6 separate regions of the Mus musculus genome follow, and regions 2, 3, 4, 5 and 6 are each linked to region 1. A link is a contact called in public promoter capture Hi-C data. All regions are on one chromosome and are shown on one strand. The core of a region is the stretch at or near the end of the contact, and the rest is flanking DNA. Distances in the headings are between cores, read along the strand shown. Region 1 holds the start of P4ha1 (procollagen-proline, 2-oxoglutarate 4-dioxygenase (proline 4-hydroxylase), alpha 1 polypeptide). Region 2 holds the start of Aifm2 (apoptosis-inducing factor, mitochondrion-associated 2). Region 3 holds the start of Tysnd1 (trypsin domain containing 1). Region 4 holds the start of Ppa1 (pyrophosphatase (inorganic) 1). Region 5 holds the start of Eif4ebp2 (eukaryotic translation initiation factor 4E binding protein 2). Region 6 holds the start of Nodal (nodal).

Region 1 (3,357 bases), core at 367-2,866:
TTACTGTAGTGAGAGGTTAAAAAAATATATAAAATAGCTTTATTTGTGCATTTTAAAACAACTATATTACAAGTTAGCAGAAAAACATTTTTAATAAAAACATCTTAAGAGTATTAGTGGGGTGGCTGTGTGGTTTTTTGCTTTTTTTGTTTTTCTTCTGTAAATTCTCTTACTAGTGGCCTGGTTGGGATATGCCTCACACTTAAACCATGACAAAGGAGCAGAAGTCTCTGGAAAATCCAACTGTGTTGTCATTATAGCAAAAGAATCGAAATCGTCCTACAAAAACATTTTTGGCTCTACTGCTCCTGACTAGACCCACAGAGCCACACTTTTAGAAACCATTGCTTTCAGACGCCTGAAGCTCTTTGTCTCTCTGTCCCAGATAAGTGCCAATCAGTTCCATACTTTAGCAAGCAAGGAAAACTTTACAGTTTTAAACGAGTAACAAATGTTAGAAAAGTCTTTCTTTCCCTGACAGGAAGTAAATTATCTCTGGCATTGTCCTTATTGCCAGTAACTAAGGTTCTCTTCTTTTAGATCAAGACTAAACTCAAACACAGTTCGTGCCTTATATAGTGTGCTCAGTAGTATTTTTTTAAAGATTTAATTTTATTCATTTTAACTATACGTATGTGTCTTGTGTGGTTAAATACCGGTGTTCTTGGAAGCCCAGAGTTGTTGATCTGCCCGACCTGGGGTTTCAGGATGTTGTGAGCCACCACCCAGCACGGTGCTGGGAACTGAAATCTTAGCTGTGTGTGCCACATCTCCAGACTTACTGTTGTTGATGCTTGTTTCTGTGCTGGTTTGTTTGAGGCTAGGTAATAAAGTCTAAGGCCTTTTTTTTCCATGTTAGGTAAATGCTCAAAACCCAACATCCTGGTACACCCCCTCCCCAGCCCCATTATATGTTTCCATGCTCTTCCTGAATCCTAGGCATGTGCTAAGTAAGTGCTTTTTCATTCATTGTCTCATTGTTTCTCACAGCAAGCCTAGGGCCTAGGGAACAGATAATATTGTATTCCTTCTTTGCAGATGTAGCACCCAAGATACAGGGAAGTTAAAATCTAACTTTATACAGAGTGGGTTAGGATTTAACCTCAGATGACACTCAATTGTCATCTATTATTCACCCATAAAGTATGCGGGTGGGAGATTAAGCGAAATCCTCGTGTTCAAAAGTGTAAAAAAGACGCTTATTAAAGCAAAAACCCCTGTGGGCCAAGCCAGCCCCGACAGTCACCCCGGATACACCGTCTTGTTTCCCACTCCACACCTCCACTTTATTTCCTAAATTCTTATAAACTTCTCCTAATTTTGCACAACTGTCCTTCCTGATGGCTTCGATGGCTCTGAGACCCGCCGCTGACCCTGAAATGAAGGCGCTAAATCCTACAGGAACCCGGGCGGGGGTGGTGGTGGAAGCCCCATGGTAACCACGGGAACGGTGGCGTGGCAGGAGCTCTGCGCAGGCGCACTGCGTCCTCGCGTGGGCCAGCCTAGGCTTGGAACACCCCGGGCCTGGGCGACTCCCGGGTGGGTGGGAGGCTCGCCGCAAGCGCCTGCGCAGTGGCGCGGGAGCTGGTGTGACAGAGCGCACGTAGCGAGGGCTGCGGCCGCCCCCTCTCCGGCGCGCCGGCGCGGCAGGGGAATATAAAAGGGACGCCTGGCTCCCTCTACTGCCCAGTCGCACTGCCAGCAGGCTGAGGGCGGCAGGGAGCTAGCTAGCGGGGACTGCAGGCGACAGGACTGACCCGAGCCGAGCTGTCGCCTTCCTCCCGGCCCGCTATCCAGGTGAGGCGCTCCTCCGATCTTGGAGACGGATGCGGGGTCCCCGCGGGCAGCCGGGGTCCCTTCGCTCTGGAGTGGGGCTCAGCCCTTCTCACAGCCGCCCCCGGGTCTCCCCGAGAGGACCCGGCCCCGCACCCCCGAAGTCAGGCCGCCCCGGCGCTCTCCCAGCTTCCCTCGCCGTCCCCCCACCCCCGTCCTGCCTCTGGCCGGAGCGGCAGCAGCGGCTTGCGCCCCGCCCCAGCACTAGGACCTTCTTGAATGTTCCATCCCGGGCAGCCAGCCTCCCTGATGACTTGTGCAGCGGTACCTCGTCCGCCCCACTAAGCCGGGGGAAGGCGAGGGCGGACGGGCGGGGGTCTGGGCCGCCCGAGCCGCAGATGGTTAGCATGTGGCAGTGGAGAAAGCAGGCAGCGCTTGCAGCCGGGGGCTGAGTCTCTCCGTTTCGATCGCTCTTCTTCTCTTTTTCCTTTTCACTTTTGGAAAGTAAAGCTGGGAAGTGGGACCTACTCAGAAGTTAGGACTGAACTTGTCTGTTGCGCTTCTCGGCGTTGTCTCAGCAAGTAGACATAGCCCGGGGCGCCGAGTTTAGCTGAGAAGTTGCTGTCATTCACAGTTGGGGAAGCTGGCTTCTTCCTTCCTCTTCATCCCAGTGAATCACTTAAGGACACACGCGTCTGTCTCTGTATTTCTCTCTCCCTCTGCTCCTTCTTTCCTCCTGGTTTCCAATCTTGCCCACCTCCTCTGGTTCAGCTCACCCTGATGATCCCCTTTCCCTTTTCGTCTTTCACGCTCCCCTCCTCTTGCAGGGTCAACAAGTCAGTCCATTTTGGCCAAACCTTCTATGGTTGTGTGAGACTTTTAAACTGAATTTTGTGATTGACCCCAGATGGATGTTCAGTGTGGGGAAGGATGGTACGGTTAAATACGAGGTTGTTTCTCCTAGAGAGTGGGAATTTGGTACAAAGGCAGGCTTTCGGACTTAACATCTTCAGCTGACCATCCAAAATGAGGACTCTTGGGGTATTGCACCGTGGTTTATAGGGAAGAGCCTCCACAGAAAGGGATAGACAAGCTCCTGGGTTCTCTTTTAGGAAATGATTTTTTTTTTTTTTTTAATTAAAAGGAACCTGCCAGGTTCGACTTAACTCGAGAGCCATGGCTCTTGGACTTTTTCCTTGGAATGCACTCTGGAGGGATGGAATAGCCACTACGTGAGTGGGGGAGGGGGGAGACGTGGCAACGCTGTTCTTTCATCAACTTTTTTTTTTTTAAGGTTGAGGGGGAAAAAAAAAACCTCGTTTCCCTTCTCAGGTTTAGATGAAGCTTATGAATGGAACTTAGTCTTTTCCTAAAATAATCGCATAAAAAAATTACTCCTGCGTAGCAGGAACATTGGAAATTAAACTTTAAAAAGACACAAAAGGGTTATTTTGATTATTTCTAGGGAGAAAAGAGATTTTTAAGCAGGAAGTAGAAGCTGAAAGTGAACACGCTCTGAATATTTTTATCTTGATTTGAAATAGGAATAGTCGTGATTTCTTTCTTTTTTTTCTTCAGCCACTG
Region 2 (3,357 bases), core at 564-3,063, 2.4 Mb after region 1:
AGAGGTTGATTATGAGGTTTCTCTAGGGAAACCTCATTCTGCTGACATTACCCATTCCCAGATGGTTACATGTTCATAAGGGAAATATGAAACGGACTTAGTGAAGGGAGGGGAGCTTGGAGGTGGCTCAGAACACCCCCAGGCACCAAAGGAGAGTTATTACCCCAGAAGATCAAATTGGTGGAGGGTGGGGAGCTGCCTGTGGATGGGACAAAGGCAGCAGCAGGTGTCTCTGAAGGACAGTTTTTAAGGAGAAAAAGGGGAAGTCTGTACTCAGATGAGTTGGTGAATCCTGACTGGACAGTTAGCCAGTGCAGCCAAATCATGAATTTTGATGGCTGGACCTTGGTGTTCAGTCTCAGAAATGAGTCAGAGGCCAGTTAGGGGAGCCGACCTTGCGGGGCTAGCTTTAGTAATGATCTAAGGATTTAGCCAGGAGAGGGAAGGGGAAAGGGTAAAAGCTGCTGGTACCATGTATGTCGTGCCTGGGCCTGTTGGAGCCCTTCAGGTAGCTTCTGTCTCTGTCTGTTTCTGTGTGTGCAACAGTAGCAATTATAGAAGACAGGATGGAAATGATGGAAATGTTCATGTGTGAAATTCTCATCAAAACAAGTGTTCAAAGCAAAACAAAACAACCAACCAAATAAAGAAATGCTACCTACTGCCTATGTATGTTTGAGACAGGGTCTCTCACTGTAGCCCAGGATATCCTTGAACTTGTAAACCTCCTTGTCTCAGCCTCCCCAGTGGCTGTGGGTACAAGCATGAGTTAGTACACCCTGCTCAGGTATGTACGTGACCTCACGGACACTTGCCTACTGCCCCTAGGGTAGGGGACAATATCTGCTTGGAGACAGATGCCCTATCGTTCCCCTATGTAGCTTCGAATGCTCTGGCTTTCCTATCTCTGGCATCCTTCTGTGACTTGGCACACATGCTTGCTTCTCTCCCTTGCTCAGGGCTGACTTCAGTATGGGAGAGAGGCCTGAATACTTTTTGATCTCCAAGCTTCCTTACAGCAGTAGGTGACAGGAGATGTGGTAGTGTTTTGTTTGTCTTCTTGTTGTTGTTGTTTTGTTTTGTAGGGTTTTTGAGACCTGGTTTCTCTGTGTAGCCCCTGGATGTCCTGGAACTTGCTCCGAGTTGGCCTCAAACTCAACAGACATCCTCCTGCCTCTGCCTCCCTAGTGCTGGGATTAAAGGCTGCACCACTGCAGTCTGTCAGCAGTGGTGGTTTGATGGCTTCATTTTTTTGACAGGATCTCAGGAAGTCCAAAGTGGACTCAGTAGCCAATTTCTAACCCTCTTGCCTCTACTTCCTAAATGCTAGGATTACAGGTATGCACCACCGTGCTCTGCTTCTGTGGGTAAGAAATCCAGGGCACTCAGGATAGGCAAACAGCTCCTGAGTCTTGTGTTAAACCCCTTCTTTCTCCAGGCTACCATATAACCAAAGGATATACCGGTTCCGCTCTCCATTTTAAAGCTCCAGTGCAGGACCAAAGACTGGGCGAACAGCAGGCGCTCAGTCCGTATGCACATGTGTGCAGATGGCAAAGCTAGTGTGTGTGTGTGTGTGTGTGTGTGTGTGTGTGTGTGTGTGTGTGTGTTTGTGTGTGTGTGTGTGTGTGTGTTGGGGAGGCTCTCGGTTGTCTCCCAGAAACCCCTGGCAAAACTAAGGCGCAGGATCTTGGCAGGCTGAGAGGCTAGCTAGGCTGCATCAGCGCTGGGAGTGTCCAAGTAGGGAGCGGCTGGTAGGCGGTCAAGGTCAGTTCCAGGGCAGCGGGAGGGGCGGGGCTCGGGGGCGGGGCTCGGGGCGGGGCTGCGACCCGGAGACAGTGATGGGCACGCCCCGACACGGGGCCTCAGCGCCGGAAGACGCGAGGACCAAGGACCGCTACAGGTGAGGTCACTGGGGATCCTTGTTCCCTCGCGCGGCGTGGGGTACACTAGGGGCATGACAGGGGCCGCGGAATTAGGAGGGGGCCGTTGCCTAGGATACTTAACGCCGGTCCGGAGGACCAGGTTCCTCGGGATTCATTGCTCCTCAATGTCCGCTAAATCTGTCCGGGAAGAACTTGGGGTCTTGGGAGGGGGAAGCAGGACGCGCAGGGGTAGCGGGGCAGGCGTGGCCTTGATCTTGGGAGGGTCTCAGACAGAAGGACTGAGGTGTCTGAGTGCAGCGGGAGACCCTTAGGAATCTCAGAGAAAGTGAGTAGGGTTACCCAGGGGTGCATTGGAGGCCTGCTTCACCCCGCCCCCCTGTGAAATAGGGGTTCTGTTAGAAAAAGCGAGACCAGCAATGACTGAATCCCCTTCTCTTCTCTCTCTCTCTCCCTCTCTCTCTTTCTCTCCTCCCCCTCTCTCTTTCCCTTTCCCACTCTCCCTCTCTCTTACTCTTTCTTCCTCCCTCCTCCCCCTCTTCCCAGGCACCCTGTTCTTTCCAAGACCACACACTCCACACATCCCCATAGCTCACTAAGATAATTTTGACCCTGGGATTTAGGGGTGTGGGGGGGGAATGCTCAGCTGTCTTAAGAGCTGAGGCCCCCGGGGGAGGACAGGTGTAGTTTGGAAAGAAACTTCCAGATCTCCCCACTCAGCACCTATGAACCAAGGCTAGCATCAGCTTCTAACATGAGCCTGTGTCCCCTGCCAACACACCCCAAGTGCTCAGCCACACTCTCAAGGGACTGCATGTCAACACTGGCCTAAGTCACCTCCTGTTCACTAGAGCTGGGCCTATCAAGTACTGTACAGCCAGTGGGCCTTGTCTGGAGGGAGATGCAGGTTGGCAATGGCCAGGGATGGGCAGGTCACTTGGGGTGTGTGTGTGTGTGTGTGTGTGTGTGTGTGTGTGTGTCTGAGTGCAGGAGTGTCTATGCCAAAGTGAGTGCTTCTTTTCCTTCTCCTCTTCATTCTATCAGCCAGTCCCTTTTAGCATGGGGTGTTTTTCAACGGTATATCTAGGGGTGCATTCCTCAGCAGCTGTCCCTAGAGTGCTCACTCTCAGCCTGGTCTTTGGTGTCCAAAGAGGGGAGCCATCGCCTCCCTTCCCCAGTGGAAGAGGGGACAGATATCATAGCCTATTGAGTCACACTTCAGGAGCCTCTTCTGCCTCGAGGCCACAGTGGAGATGTGGCTACCCTGTGTGTCAATGTTGAAATTTTCCTTCCTGAGAAGCCTGGATGACTCAAAAGGCTGGGTGGTGATTTTTGTGGCGGAGACAGCAGGGTGGCTTCACTTTGGCCTGGGTGCACAGGGTTCCTGTTGTGTGTTGTCTGAAGCTTGACCTCTGAACAGCTATGGCAGAAATGTGTTCCACTAGATTCCTGAAGGTCTCTTTACACCGGGTTC
Region 3 (3,357 bases), core at 577-3,076, 2.4 Mb after region 1:
GAAGGAGACTGGTTCTGTGGGCAAAGGGTATATTTGCCAGGGACAGAGAGAGACCTGAGAGTCAGAGTTCTGAGGGCCTTAACACAAGGTGCTGCTGGCTGACTTGGGCCGTCTGTACTGTGATCAGCCCTAAACCACCTTAATCAGGAACAGAGGGCGCTGGAGACTTGAAGGGCATCAAGGGGGAATTAATGGATTCTAGAGAGTCTTAATTGCTAGGAAGTTGGGGAAAGTAGATCTTGTCATCTGTGTCTGCAAACCCAGGACTGCCTGCTCTGAGAATGCGCTTCATTCCAGTTCTGTCTGCCTCAACCGCTGTTTGCCCTTATTAGGTAGGTTTGTGACACAGGAGCACTGGAAGCATTAGGTGTGAGGCTGGGAAAGCAGCAGCAGTGTTAACTCCATTCCCAGAAGTCTCACTGAACATTAATACATCCTCTAATCCCAGCACTCTAGAGGCAGAGGCAGGCCGATTTCTGAGCCAGCCTGGTCTAGAGTGATTTCCAGGACTGCCAGGGCTACACAGAGAAACCCTGTCTCGAAAAACCAAGCCAAACCAAACCAAAAACCATTAATATACTTTAGAGAGATTCATGAAGTCTCTCCAAACATACCTGTTCATGCCCACCTGTCCTTGGAAAGTGAGGAACTTTTTAATACTATATTTTATGTGTACGTGTTTGCCTGCCTGAGTCATGAGTTCAGGGGACAGCAGATGCCAGACGAGAGTATTGAATATCCTGGAATTATAATTACAAGCAACTGTAAGGTACCATGTGGGTGCTGGGAACCAAACTAAGGTCCATGCTTAGAGCTGTAAGTGCTTAGAGCTCTTAAGTGCTGAGCCCTCCTCTCCAGTCTTGATTTTTACACTTGTAAATGGTGGAGGAGATGAGCTGTTATGAAATTCGAATTACGAGACTGGGTTATATGCTGAATATTTGGAAGTGATGATTTTATAGCCCACAAAACCTGAACTAGTTCAGTCTGTACTTTCAAAGTATTTGCCCTGACCTAACATAAATCCGGAGTGGTGGTTAGACATGTCGTGTGAAAGGTTGTATAATACATGGTTAAATAACCCATGGGTAAAGTAAAACTGTAATCCCTGGACTCTAGGGAGGATGTAGGCAGAAGAACTGCCGAAGTTCGATGCCAGTGTGGGCCAAAAAGTGGCACCCTGTGCCACTTTCAAAACAATTTATGTATTTAGGAATTTTAGTAACTGTCCTAGGAGCAATTTTGTGAGTCGCATGCCCCCTAGTGGATTGTTGTAGGATTTACAAAATTTTTTAAGTAGATCGGGGTTTGGTGGCTTGGGAGGTAGAAACTGGTAGATCCCGAGTTCGAGGCCATCCTAGTCTGCAGCTCGAGTTCCTGCACCAAGCAGAGAAACCCTATCTCGAAAATCCAGAATAAACACATGTATGTATGAATGTACGTACTGAATCAACCAAGGGTTCCCTTGGCCCATATTGTTCCACTGTCAAGAGACGGAGGTTGCTTACATCCGTGCAGTGGCTGTAGGGTACAGTTAGATGCCGGTCAAGTACGAGATTCGACTGGGGAGTGTCGCCCTTGTCGGTTTCCCTGTGACGCTTCACGTCTGTGTCTCAGGAGGTTTCTTTTCACCTCTTCCCCCGCCCCTCCACCCCGCCACCCCAAACCCAAGGATTCCTAGGCTGGCTAAATTAAGAGGGCGGGGAAAGGAGGATTAGCAAACGAGGAGTAGCATCAATAGCCAATCAGGACTCGGCGCTGTGCCCAACCAATAAGAGCGGTCGCTTGAGGTTTAGCCAATCGGGCTCGGCAAGGAGGCCTGAGTCAGAGTTTGCGCCAGTCGCCCTGTGGTGACAGCCGTTGTGCGACGTCTTGGGGAAGCCATGGGGCGGCAATGGGGACCCTCTATGAGAGTGGCGGAGCAGGCGGGCTGCGTGGTGAGCGCCTCGCGGGCCGGACAGCCTGACGCGGGCTCGTGGAGCTGCAGCGGGGTGATTCTGAGCCGTAACCCAGGCCTAGTGCTGTGCCACGGAGGCATCTTTACCCCCTTCCTGCGGACGGGCAGCGCGGCGCTGACCCAGACGGGCACCGCCTTCCTGCCGGGCGACAGTTGCAGCGATGACCTACGTCTCCACGTGCAGTGGGGACCCACGGCTGCCAGCCCTGCCGGTCGCGCGGATCAGGAACTCCCGGGGCTGTGCACGCCTCAGTGCGCAAGCCTGGGCCTCGAACCCGGCGCCCCGAGCCGGGCCCGCGCGCGGCCTCTGCAGCCCCCGCGACCAGCGCAGCTGCTGTTGCTGCTCAGCTGCCCGGCCTTCCGCTCGCATTTCGCTCGGCTCTTCGGGGCCGATGCGGTCGATCAATGGCACTTCGTAAGCTCGGCGCCCGACGATGCGGTTTCGGAGGAGGAAGAGGAGGACCAGCTGCGCGCGCTCGGCTGGTTCGCCCTGCTGCGGGTGCAGCGGGGCGCGGCGGCGGAGGAGAGGCGCGGACCGGTGGTGACCGTGGCACCGCTCGGGGCCGTGGTCAAGGGCGCACCGCTGTTGGCTTGTGGCTCTCCGTTCGGTGCCTTCTGCCCGGACATCTTCCTCAACACGCTGAGCCGCGGCGTGCTCAGCAACGCGGCCGGGCCGCTGCTGCTCACCGACGCGCGCTGCCTGCCGGGCACGGAAGGCGGCGGAGTGTTCGCCGCTCGACCTGCGGGTGCGCTGGTGGCTCTGGTGGCCGCGCCGCTCTGCTGGAAGGCCCGCGAGTGGGTGGGCCTCACGCTGCTGTGCGCCGCCGCCCCGCTGCTTCAGGTTGCCCGCTGGGCGCTCGCCCGTCTGCACCCCGGCTCCGCTTCCCTGTCTGTGCTGCTGCCGCCACCCGATGTGAGCACGCCACGGGGCCTGCCTCTGCGCGATCTCGGACCCCCGTGGGCGGCCGCGGCGGTGCTGGTGGAGTGTGGTACCGTGTGGGGCTCCGGAGTGGTCGTGGCGCCTCGCCTGGTGGTCACCTGTCGCCATGTGGCACCCCGGGAAGCAGCCAGGGTGTTGGTACACTCCGCTACACCCAAGTAAGACTCAGGACTGCCCGCCCTCACCAGGCCCCCAGTGTTAGAGACCTCAGTTCATATTTGACAACCAGGACTCCAGTGAGGGGATCTGGGCCTCTTGATAGGGCCCAGCGAAGCTTGAGCAAACTGCCAGGCACAAGCGACTCTTAGCGCGGGGACCCGTGGGACTATGGGCAGCAGCAGGTAGGACTGGGTGACTTTGAGCCCTTTAGCTAGCATGAAACTCTTTGGGCAGCTTTTCTGTCTCTTGGCTTTGCAGTTTAGGCCCTGTGAAAGCCCTTTGACCATAGAAGGCTGACCCT
Region 4 (3,357 bases), core at 613-3,112, 2.3 Mb after region 1:
GGACTGATTGGCTCTCTGAATATGTTCAATGGATCAGAGATAGAGTGTGAGTCCAGAGGTCAGAGAGACGTTATCACCTCTCCCGGCTCTGAGGGAAAGTGCGTGTGGCTACTTTTTATTACCAGTGTGGCGCTTCTGTCCACTCAGTCAAAGATGAGAATCAGGGTTTTCCCAAGAAAACTGTTTCTGTCTATTCAAAGACCAAAAAGATGACAAAGGGACTCAGTCAGAGCTGCAACCTCTCACATATTCCCAGATCTACTTATTATTATTCACTGTACAGAGATTCCTGCTGCTTTCATGTCTACACTGTACTGCCAACCAGGCTATTACTCTATCTTTCTTTCTGTCTTTTTTTTTTTTTATTGCCTTCATGTTCTGAAACACTGTGGTGTTGTGTTCAAAAGTTAGTGAGTTGCCTTCTGAAAAATTAATGGGTGTCAGCAGAGTGAGCAGCTGGAAGGAGGGACAAGGAGGAACACGGACTAATGTTAGATTTATCGTTACCATTTATTTATTTATTTATTTATTTATTTATTTATTTATTTATTTATTTATTTTTGAGGCGGGAGTCTCATGTAGTCCAGACTGGCCAAGGATGACCTTGAATTCATGATCTTCCTACTTTTGCTTCTCAAGTGCTGCAGCTACAGGTATACACCACCGTGCCAATTTAGAAATTAACTTTCTTAGGCTTCCACTTAATACGTGGTTTATGCATTCCATTTATATATTAGAGATTGTTTTGAAAATAGTTGAAAGGAAACTGTCTTTGAGATAAATAGTTAAGAAATATTTTAGAAAGATATTCTGTCTATCATAATTTAAAATTTGCTTTTTAAAAAAATGTGGATAATTTCCTGGGTTAGATTTGTCTTATTTTTAAGATAGTCTCATACTGTAGCATGGGGTGGCTCAGAACTCACTACGTAGCTCAGGTTGGTCTCAGAAAGTCAGCGTCCTGAGGTCTGGGGCTACAGGTGTGAGACGCTATATGTGGCTTATAATTAGAGTTGTGATACACAAAGACAGACAGACACACACACACAACCTTATAGGACTGTGAAAGTTCCCAACGTCCACAGCACACTCTGAGGGATACAGCCTGGACTTCAATGGGTGGTGCAATAGAACTAGGAAAACAAGCTCCGAGAAGCTACTCCTGAGAAACGTCCTCAAGGGGTTCTGTGCACACTCCTGGGTCTTCCCAGAGCTTCAATTTCAAGTCCCAGTGGATCTGGAGTGGGGAGAGAAATCTGCGGTATCTGGGGAGTTCAGGAGTAATCAGCTTGAGTCTGGTCCAAGCAGAACCCACCCAACAATTCAGATGAGAAACTGAATCAGGGAGATTAGTAAAAGCAAATTTGTCCATTGCCTACCACTTGGGAAAACATTAGTCACAGCCTATAGTTTTCAGAGCCCAGTCAGCCAAACTCTCAACTTTAATGAAGATGGCCCTGGGCCGGGGGTGGGGGGCTGGTAGCACACTCCCAGCTTCTGGGAGGCAGATGAAGATCTATGAGAAACCCAAACAAGAAAAGACAAGACTGCCTGGGGAACAGGTGGCTTATCAAGGCCTTCCGAGATAAGGAACTGCTCTGCAGGACCTGAGAGAGAGAAATCAAAGGTGAGCGACCCGCAAGCCTCAGGAGAGTAACCAGCGTTCTGTCCCAGCGGAGCCGCCAACCCGCAGTCCGCTTCCAGAGGGCAGCCGGCGCCTGCCACGTGGCCCAGGTTGCGAACCGGGGGCGGGGCGTGAGGAGGCGCGTCGCGCAGAGTGCGCCTGCGCGGGTGGGCGGGGCGGGGCAGGGTACAAGGCGAGCCCCACGCATTAAAGGCACGGCGCCGGCGACCGGCGGGCCAGCTCGTGGTACGCAGGCGCGGGCTTTCTCCTCCGTACAGCGGCTCCGGGTCTGGGCTGTGTGGTTGTGTGGCTGTGCAGCGGCGGCGGCGGTGCATCTCCGACACCATGAGCGGCTTCAGCAGCGAGGAGCGCGCCGCGCCCTTCACCCTCGAGTACCGCGTCTTCCTCAGTGAGTGGCGTGAGGCCGAGGGCCGGGTCGCCCATTCATTCCAGAACGAGCGGGCGGGCGGGCGGACGCGTCCCCTTCCCTCTGGCGGGCGGCGGGACCAGCGAGGGCCGCCATCCCAGTGCCCACCGCGAGCGCTCCCTCCACACATTCGAACTTGGGCCACATGGGGAAAGGAAACCACTGAGTCACCCTTAGAAGGTGCCCGGAGGTGATACCGACCGCCTAAGAGGATTGTCCTCAGGATCGCCGGCTGGAGGACAGAGATTTCCTCAAGACCTTAATTCGGTGCCGAACAGGATCGAGTCCTCCCCGGTGTTGTAAGAGATGGGAAACTGAGGCCCAGGTCTTCCCGGCACTAGCCTTATTGTGGTGAGGCTTCTCTGAAGCCCTGATGGCCGGGAGTGCTTCTAGGAAACCGAAAGCTTTGCCTCCCTAGACAGACAGGTGACGTCTAGCTAAGGACCTGGTGGGAGAACAGCCAGGTTCTTAACCCTGGTGCCGGAACCCACTAGTTACCCCCGCATCCAACCCCTGCCCTGCACTCAGAAAGGCGGAGTCGATCGGCCTTCCACGTGTGTCACCTTTTCCTGATAGGTGCTTGCAAGCTACCTGGGTTTCTCCTGGAAGCCCTTAGCTTGTAGGTATATACATACATTCATGGTGCTAACAGAGGTTTGCGATGCTGTTAGCAAAGGCCCTTCCAGTTTGTAACCTCTTTGTGTTTATTTAGAAGGGATGGGCAGCAATCTCAGGACAGGGCAAACAGACATTCCTGAAAGAATGAACAGAGAGTGCCTAGCAGAAACTTCGCCATGGAAATAGTGTTGGCTTCAGGTTTTTCAGTGTCCTTTAAAGTGACCCTTTGGGTCACTGGGAATTGTCTTCAAGCTATATGTGCAGAATAAACACACTGCTTTTAATGTATTTAATGTATTGGTGGTAAGTATTTGATGGTTGTGGGTAGAGAGCAAAGCCACTCCTTGACTTTGGATTAGGCTGAAGTCTATCAAATGGGCTCTCTGGAACTTAAGAAACACTAAATTTAGTACCACTATGTAATTTAACTAGTTCTCGCTCTTTGCACTTTTTAAAAAGGATAAATTTCTGAGTATTTTTTCCACTTTTTTTTTTTTTTTTTTTTTTTGAGGGTGGTGGTGGGTGAGGCCATAGTGTTTTCCCGTTTAGCTCAGCTTGGTTTTAAACTTGAGATCTCCTGCTTCAACCTCCCAAGTACTAGGATATAGATAGGTTCAGGCATCACACCTGACAGCATCCATTCTTAATAGAAATAATTATTTAAAATAATGTTACATTTTCCAATCTC
Region 5 (3,357 bases), core at 465-2,964, 2.1 Mb after region 1:
TGGCTCTCTCTAAGGAGTGCAGCTTCCCTCCTGCCTGGGTCATTTGGAAGGTCTTTCCGGACATTTATGCCTTTCTGCCATCCCTTTTCTGGACCGGCCTGGCTGGATCCTCTGCCAACTTTTCTCCTAGATGTTTGCTTTGATTTTTTTTTTTTTTTTTTTTTTTTGCCCCCTTCCTTGTTTGGTTGGTTTTTTTGTTTGTTTTTTTGAGACAGGGTGTGACACTGTAGCACAGGCTGTCTTGGAACTCTTTTTTTTTTTTTTTTTTTTTTTTTGAGACAGGGTTTCTCAGTATAGCCCTGGCTGTCCTGAAACTCCTCTGTAGACCAGGCTGAACTCCAAATCCGCCTGCCTCTGCCTCCCAAGTGCTGGGATTAAAGGTGTGTGCCACCACTGCCTGGCCTTGGAACTCATTATATTGCCAGGGCTAGCCTTAAACTGCCATTCTCCTACCCCGTCTTTCTGGAGTAGTAGGGTCACAGCCCTAACTACCACACACAGCCTTCTGGACTGCTGTCTCTTGGTGTTGGCAAGGTCCCCTTACTCTGTGCCTTCCAATTGCACAAGATTCCAGGATGGCCAGGCCCACTTTTAAGTGATTGGTTAGGAGTCCTGTCTCATGATCAGCGATCTATAGACTGTAAGGGCTGCTAACCAAATCTTCACCCTCTAGCTGAAGCCCAGCCCCCGGGGTCACCAAAAGAAGGCAAAGTTCTGAGATTAGGGACAGAAAGCCAGTTCCCTTCATGAAGGCACCGGAAGAACCCCTTCCAGGCTCCTCCCTCTTAGAGAACAGCCCAGAAAAGAGACAAACAACCTTTGCGCTTCCTCCTCTCGTGACCAATTCAACATACTTTATTTACCTCTTCTCCAGTGATAGTAAACGGATCCCGGCCATCTTTTGAAAAGCAACTTCAGGAACCTCCCTTTGCATCGCTTTTTTCTACAAGCCCTTTCCCTAGGATCAAGCAACCTAACCCGACTAGTGTGTGCTGTTTGACAAAGCACCTTTAAAACCGCTCTTCGAAAGCCCTGATCTGAAACCTGACAGCGCCTCTACCAAAGCCAACAACTTCTTGGATACCAAAGGAGCTATTTTACACGTCCCACTTGTGGGAGCTGGGGCTCCCCCAACCTTTGATGACTCCTCTAACAAAGTAAACAATGCTGTCAAAGGAGGCTAACACTGGGCGAGGCATGCAGAGTGCATGCCAGCCTCGTCTCGGAACTCTCGGCGCAGCCAGACCAGTCATCTTAGGCTTCCGCGCCAGGTCCGTCTCCCCGACTTCCCTCTCCCCAAAGCCCGTAGGACAGCTCCAGAGGCAAGCCCCGCTGCGCAGAATGCACGGTCTGCAGCACACCGTACGGGCAGCGGGGAGGAAGCTGTTGGTCGAGCATGCAGTGCCACGCGCCAGCCGTGATGGCGGGCAGGCCGGGCGCGGCTCACCTCCCGGCGTTGTGGAGAACAGCGTCCCCCCGGGCGTGGTGCAGTAGTCCTGAGGTAGCTGCGCGGCGTCGCTGATAGCCACGGTGCGCGTGGGGATGGCGCGGCTCTGGCTGGGCTGGTGGCTACCACCGGCCGACGCGGACATGGCTCCGACGCGGGCTCGAGGCTTTGTGCAGCAGCGGCGGCGGCGGCGGCGGCGGCGGCGGCGGGGCCGGGCGGCTCTGGCTCCTCACGCTCGGCTCTCAACTCGCCTGCTCTCGCCCGGTCGTCCCGCTGCGATACCGCTCCCGCTGCCGCCGCCGCCGCCGCCGCCCGGTCCTCCGGCCTCCGCCTGCAGCCTCAGCAGCAGCAGGAGCAGCAGCGGCAGCAGCGGCAACGATGACTACCGGAAGCGGTCGAAGGCGGGAGCAAGGGGTAGTAGAGGGAGGGACAATATGGAAGCCGGACGTGACGTTGGAGGGCGTGTCTGAGGCGAGTGGGCGGGTAGCTGGGGGCGTGACTGAGGCAGCCGAAGGCTAGAGGCAGAGGGTGAACCCGGAAATCCGGGAAAAAGGAAGTGTTGAAGGGTGGAGCCTTAGGGTGGGCGGGACTTTGAGGGGCGGGGCTGAGTTCAGAGGAACATAATAGACTCCCAGTGAAGCTGAGTGTAGGTGATTAAGGCACGCGGGAGGGGGGGGAAGCGGGGTGTGTGTGTGTGTGTGTGTGTGTGTGTGTGTGTGTGTGTGTGTGTGTGTGTGTGTGTGTGTGTGTGTGTGTGTGTGTGTGTGTGTGTGTGTGTGTGTGTGTGTGTGTGTGTGTGTGTGTGTGTGTGTGTGTGTGTGTGTGTGTAATTGTTTGTGGTGTGTAAGTGTGGACTAACAGTACTTTCTTAGGGCTTACTTCATATTCCCATCTATATCTAACCATTAAAAGTATAACTCGGGCTGGAGGGATGGCTCAGTGGTTAAGAGCACTGTCTTCTAGAGATCCTGAGTTCAAATCAGCAACCACATGGTGGCTCACAACTATCTGTAATGGGATCCGATGCCCTCTTCTGATGTGTCTGAAGACAGCTACAGCGTACTCATATACATAAAATAAATAAATAAATCTTTTTAAAAAATTATAACTCTGGGAGCCCACAAGATGGCTCAGCAGGTAAAGAAAGGCATTTGTCACCAAGCCTGCAGACCTGAGTTCCACCACCCAGAAGCCACAAGGTGAAAGGGGAGACCGACTCTCCCAAGTTATCCTCTGACTTCTCCACTAGTCCATGAGCACCCATCTGCCTGCCCATAAATAAATAAATGTAATCAAAGTTTTTGTTTGTTTGTTTGTTTGTTTGTTTCGTTGGTTGGTTTTTCGAGACAGGGTTTCTCTGTATATCCTGGCTGTCCTGGAGCTCACTTTGTAGACCAGGCTAGCCTCGAACTCAGAAATCCACCTGCTTCTGCCTCCTGAGTGCTGGGATTAAAGTCGTGCACCACCACACCCAGCTAATCAAAGTTATTTTAAGAAGTATAATTTTAATTGCTCATTATTAAAGGAAAGCAATGCGTACACGATGAACTAAGGGTTTAACCATCAATGACTCTGAGGAAGGGCTCAGTAGTTAAGAGCGCTTGTTGCTGTTGCAGAGCACCGAGAGGACCAGAGTTTAGTACCTAGCACACTTGTAGTGGCTCAGAAGCACCCATAACTCCAGTTCAGGGAATCTGACCTACCTTATCTTCTGATCTCTGCAACACCAGGCAGAGATGTAACATGATGTAACATGATGCATTTACATATATGTAGACAAAGCACTACAAGAAATAGCAGGATAAGCCGGGCATGGTGGCGCACGCCTTTAGTCCCAGCACTCGGGAGGCTGAGGCAGGTGGATTTCTGAGTTCGAGGCCAGCCTGGTCTACAGAGTGAGTTCCAGGACA
Region 6 (3,357 bases), core at 468-2,967, 2.1 Mb after region 1:
TTACTTAGCACGCAGGAGACCGCTGGTTCAAGCCTCAATATCACAGAAATCAGGGCACACGTAATGAGTAAGTAGGAGGTAGATAGAGGATCGCAAGAGGAGCGATCCGATTCTGAGGTCATCCTCAGCTACAAAATGAGTTCGAGGCTAGCCTGGGCTACACAAGACCCTGTTTAGGGTGGGGTGGGGAGCTTAAGACTAGACTACGGTATTGAATGGGAGGGCAGAATAAGCCAACTGGTAGTTCATCAGGATAGTCAGGGTGCCTGCAACCTCAGGCTCCTTTCAGCTGTTTAGAGCAGTTCCTACAGGATCACGCAGGTCTGCGGGCCCTGTGTGTCTCCCTCTGCTTCCAGCACCTGCTCATCCCGCAACTTGTGAGAGCGCCCAAGTGGGTAAAGTACCCAGCACATAGTAGGTGTTCAGTAAATGTTAGGCAGCTGCTAATGTGCTAGTTGGAGGCTTGAAGGGGGCAGGGTGGGGGTGGGGAGTAACTAAGAGAAAACTAGTCATGGAGGAGGAAAACATGGGGGCGGACTTTGGGACAGGAATTTACATTTCTTTAAAGGTAATTTCTATCCCGCCTTCCCTTTTGAAAACACAAAGGCTAGGATCTTTCCATCCTGCAAATTCTCTTCTCAATGGCTCCCTTCCTAAGAACTCAATCATTTATGCAGCGTGAAAGAATGACCACCCCTTGCCCTACCACCCCTTACCCTAAGCCTTACGCGTATGGCATATTTGTTACATTGAATTTCCTCATAAACAAGAAATATGACTGAGGACAGTTACTTTGAGAAAAACCAAAGACATTTAATTCTGTCTTGGGCAGACAAAGTCAGCAGGTCTGGAGAGTGACTGAGATGTCCCAGGGCTCTGCCCCGCAGGCAGGAGATGCAGCCAGCAAACCTCCAGCTTTTCTTTTCCACCTTCAAAAACTCCCATAGCAAGCAGGTAAGGACCTGTCACCCTCAAACCACCAAGAATCAAGATTCCCTATAGCTGGGCCTTCAGCTTCCAGTAATTATTCCCCTTGCTCCCCAGGAGGGCACTTTGGTATTTGAAGCTGGCATTTGTCACCAAGAACAAGGTCCCTAGAGCTCATCTTTTGTTTTGTTTTGTTTTGTTTTGTTTTTCGAGACAGGGTTTCTCTGTGTAGCCCTGGCTGTCCTGGAATTCACTCTGTAGACCAGGCTGACCTCGAACTCAGAAATTCACCTGTTGGGCTGGTGAGATGGCTCAGTGGGTAAGAGCACCCGACTGCTCTTCCGAAGGTCTGGAGTTCAAATCCCAGCAACCACATGGTGGCTCACAACCATCCGTAACGAGATCTGGCGCCCTCTTCTGGAGTGTCTGAAGACAGCTACAGTGTACTTACATATAATAAATAAATAAATCTTAAAAAAAAAGAAATTCACCTGTCTCTGCCTCCCGAGTGCTGGGATTAAAGGTGTGCGCCACCATACCCGGCTAATCTTTGTTCTTTCAAATTCTCAATAACCCCTAGTTACCTAGGGGCCTTGCCAATGAAGGATGTAGCTCAGGCTAGCCTGGTGCTACCCAGAAGAGAGGACTGGCCCCTAGCCCAGCACTCCCTACCTGTTTTTGGATGAACTGGAGAGGACCGCGAGGGGTCCAGAAGAGGCAGAGTAAGGAAGCCATTATTGTGGTTCTGGGGTTGAAGCCAGCCAGGGCTCCAACACACCTCTAGCTCATCAAGCTTCACTCGGAGCAAGCCTTAGCCCGCTGTCTCAGCAGGGAGACTTCCCGAGGTAGAGGGGCAAGGTGCGGGGCGGTTTAGACTCAGAGTCTGTATGCACCCCTAACTCCCCCCCCCCCCCCCCGCCACAATTTCTCTGTAGTCTTTCTCAGCACATCACACCTCCCCTCAGCAGGGGCTCCCCTGCCCTGCCCCTCCAGGGTGGTTATAAGTTCTTAACCTATAGGTTATAGGCCTCTCCGGAGGGAGGGAGGGAAAGGGGCGGGGCGGCGGCGGCTCAGATATAAGGGACCCTGGTGTTGTTTGCGGGTCCAAACAGCCCACCATGAGTGCCCACAGCCTCCGCATCCTTCTTCTTCAAGCCTGTTGGGCTCTACTCCACCCGCGCGCCCCGACCGCGGCCGCTTTGCCTCTGTGGACACGGGGGCAGCCCTCGTCACCGTCCCCTCTGGCGTACATGTTGAGCCTCTACCGAGACCCGCTGCCTCGGGCGGACATCATCCGCAGCCTCCAGGCGCAAGGTAGGCTGCAAGCCTGGCCTCGCCAGCACTTAAGGGCTCACGGCCGGGAGGCGCGCGATGGTTGCAGCGGGGACTGAGCATCAAGAATCGTCCAGAGACTGGGATTAATTGTTTCTCCGTGGGCAGGCTCAGCACAGCGCTAGTGGCGCGATCGGAATGGAACCAGGGGCCACCGCCTTTCCGGTCGGTCCTACCTCTAATGGTAGAGGGTAAAAAGGGTAGGGCGTGGGCCGGATTGCGCCACTGAGCACCTGCGAGTCTCAGTTTGCCCATCTGTAGTTTAGAAATCGTAAGACCTTTTTGATAGACTTATAGAAGGGACTAGGTGACAACGCCCCATCTCCCCCAGAAACGCTCTGCCCAGAACCGGGCGTAAAATAAAACAAGTCGTTACTGGTTTTATCCCGGTTGCAGCAAGTGACACCAGGAACTAGGGCTCAAAGATCCGAAATTAGAGATCGGGTGTAGAAAGTCCAGAACTCAGGCAACTCTCGTGGTTGGGCGGTGTCAGGTGTCCTTGGTGACCAACAGGCTCGGAACCTACTTGGATCGAGGTGTTCGTGTGTGTGTGTGTGTGTGTGTGTGTGTGTGTGTGTGTGTGTGTGTGTGTGTGTGTGTGTGTGTTTGACCCAGCGACCTGAGTGATGCTCACCAGAGTAGGCCGACAGGTGGGTGCCCAGGAGAGGGAGTTCGGACTCAGGACTACCTTCCTGGGCGCAATCAACATCTCGCCTCTTGGGCAGCTTGGCCAGCCCGCTCCTCTGTCCTCTGGGGCCAGACGGCCCTCCGCGGGACCCGGACGCAATCCACATCTTCTAATCCGGTCTGACCCGCCGCCCGCCGGCCCTCACGACCTGGAGGCGGAGTCCCTAGTCCCCTGCCTGCAGCGTCTGGGCTGTGACTGCCGGTGACCCTCTCTTGAAGGGTCATCTGGGGACCGCGGAACAGGACAGCCTGGAGGGCAAGGCAATGGGAAATCAGTGGGATGCTAGGCCCCTCCGCCTAGGGTCGGACAGAGGTAAAGCCGGGAAAACATACCTTTCCAGTTCACTTCCCTTCTAGAAAGTTCTGGAAGGTTTGTATGGTGATGGGACAATCTGGGATGCAGAGAAACTC

What was found. Promoter capture Hi-C pulls out the DNA fragments that hold promoters and counts their contacts. Capture Hi-C pulls out chosen DNA fragments and counts their contacts.
Region 2: a contact with region 1 is called in a promoter capture Hi-C map of pre-B cells, with 7 times the contacts expected there. The contact joins the promoter of Aifm2 here to the promoter of P4ha1 in region 1.
Region 3: a promoter capture Hi-C map of pre-B cells shows a contact between it and region 1, with 5 times the contacts expected there. The contact joins the promoter of Tysnd1 here to the promoter of P4ha1 in region 1. A contact is called at or near these places in 1 of 39 promoter capture datasets (pre-B cells) and 2 of 9 other capture datasets (adipose tissue and liver).
Region 4: a contact with region 1 is called in a promoter capture Hi-C map of liver, with 2.1 times the contacts expected there. The contact joins the promoter of Ppa1 here to the promoter of P4ha1 in region 1. A contact is called at or near these places in 2 of 39 promoter capture datasets (liver and pre-B cells).
Region 5: a contact with region 1 is called in a promoter capture Hi-C map of liver, with 3 times the contacts expected there. The contact joins the promoter of Eif4ebp2 here to the promoter of P4ha1 in region 1. A contact is called at or near these places in 3 of 39 promoter capture datasets (liver and pre-B cells), 2 of 484 Hi-C or Micro-C datasets (CD4 T cells and pre-B cells) and 1 of 9 other capture datasets (liver).
Region 6: a promoter capture Hi-C map of hippocampal neurons shows a contact between it and region 1, with 2.5 times the contacts expected there. The contact joins the promoter of Nodal here to the promoter of P4ha1 in region 1. A contact is called at or near these places in 2 of 39 promoter capture datasets (hippocampal neurons and pre-B cells).

Annotation. Positions count from the first base shown.
Region 1 is chr10:59,321,680-59,325,036 of GRCm38.p6, forward strand. P4ha1 (procollagen-proline, 2-oxoglutarate 4-dioxygenase (proline 4-hydroxylase), alpha 1 polypeptide) reads left to right here and starts at 1,617. Exons shown (of 15, transcript NM_001316371.1): 1 at 1,617-1,797.
Region 2 is chr10:61,713,450-61,716,806 of GRCm38.p6, forward strand. Aifm2 (apoptosis-inducing factor, mitochondrion-associated 2) reads left to right here and starts at 1,814. Exons shown (of 10, transcript NM_001284300.1): 1 at 1,814-1,903.
Region 3 is chr10:61,693,688-61,697,044 of GRCm38.p6, forward strand. Tysnd1 (trypsin domain containing 1) reads left to right here and starts at 1,827. Exons shown (of 4, transcript NM_027912.1): 1 at 1,827-3,055. The coding sequence starts at 1,884.
Region 4 is chr10:61,646,759-61,650,115 of GRCm38.p6, forward strand. It overlaps Ppa1 (pyrophosphatase (inorganic) 1), which reads left to right and starts at 1,863. Exons shown (of 11, transcript NM_026438.4): 1 at 1,863-2,033. The coding sequence starts at 1,970.
Region 5 is chr10:61,450,955-61,454,311 of GRCm38.p6, forward strand. Eif4ebp2 (eukaryotic translation initiation factor 4E binding protein 2) reads right to left here and starts at 1,715. Exons shown (of 3, transcript NM_010124.2): 1 at 1,448-1,715. The coding sequence starts at 1,592.
Region 6 is chr10:61,416,255-61,419,611 of GRCm38.p6, forward strand. It overlaps Nodal (nodal), which reads left to right and starts at 1,718. Exons shown (of 3, transcript NM_013611.5): 1 at 1,718-2,241. The coding sequence starts at 2,046.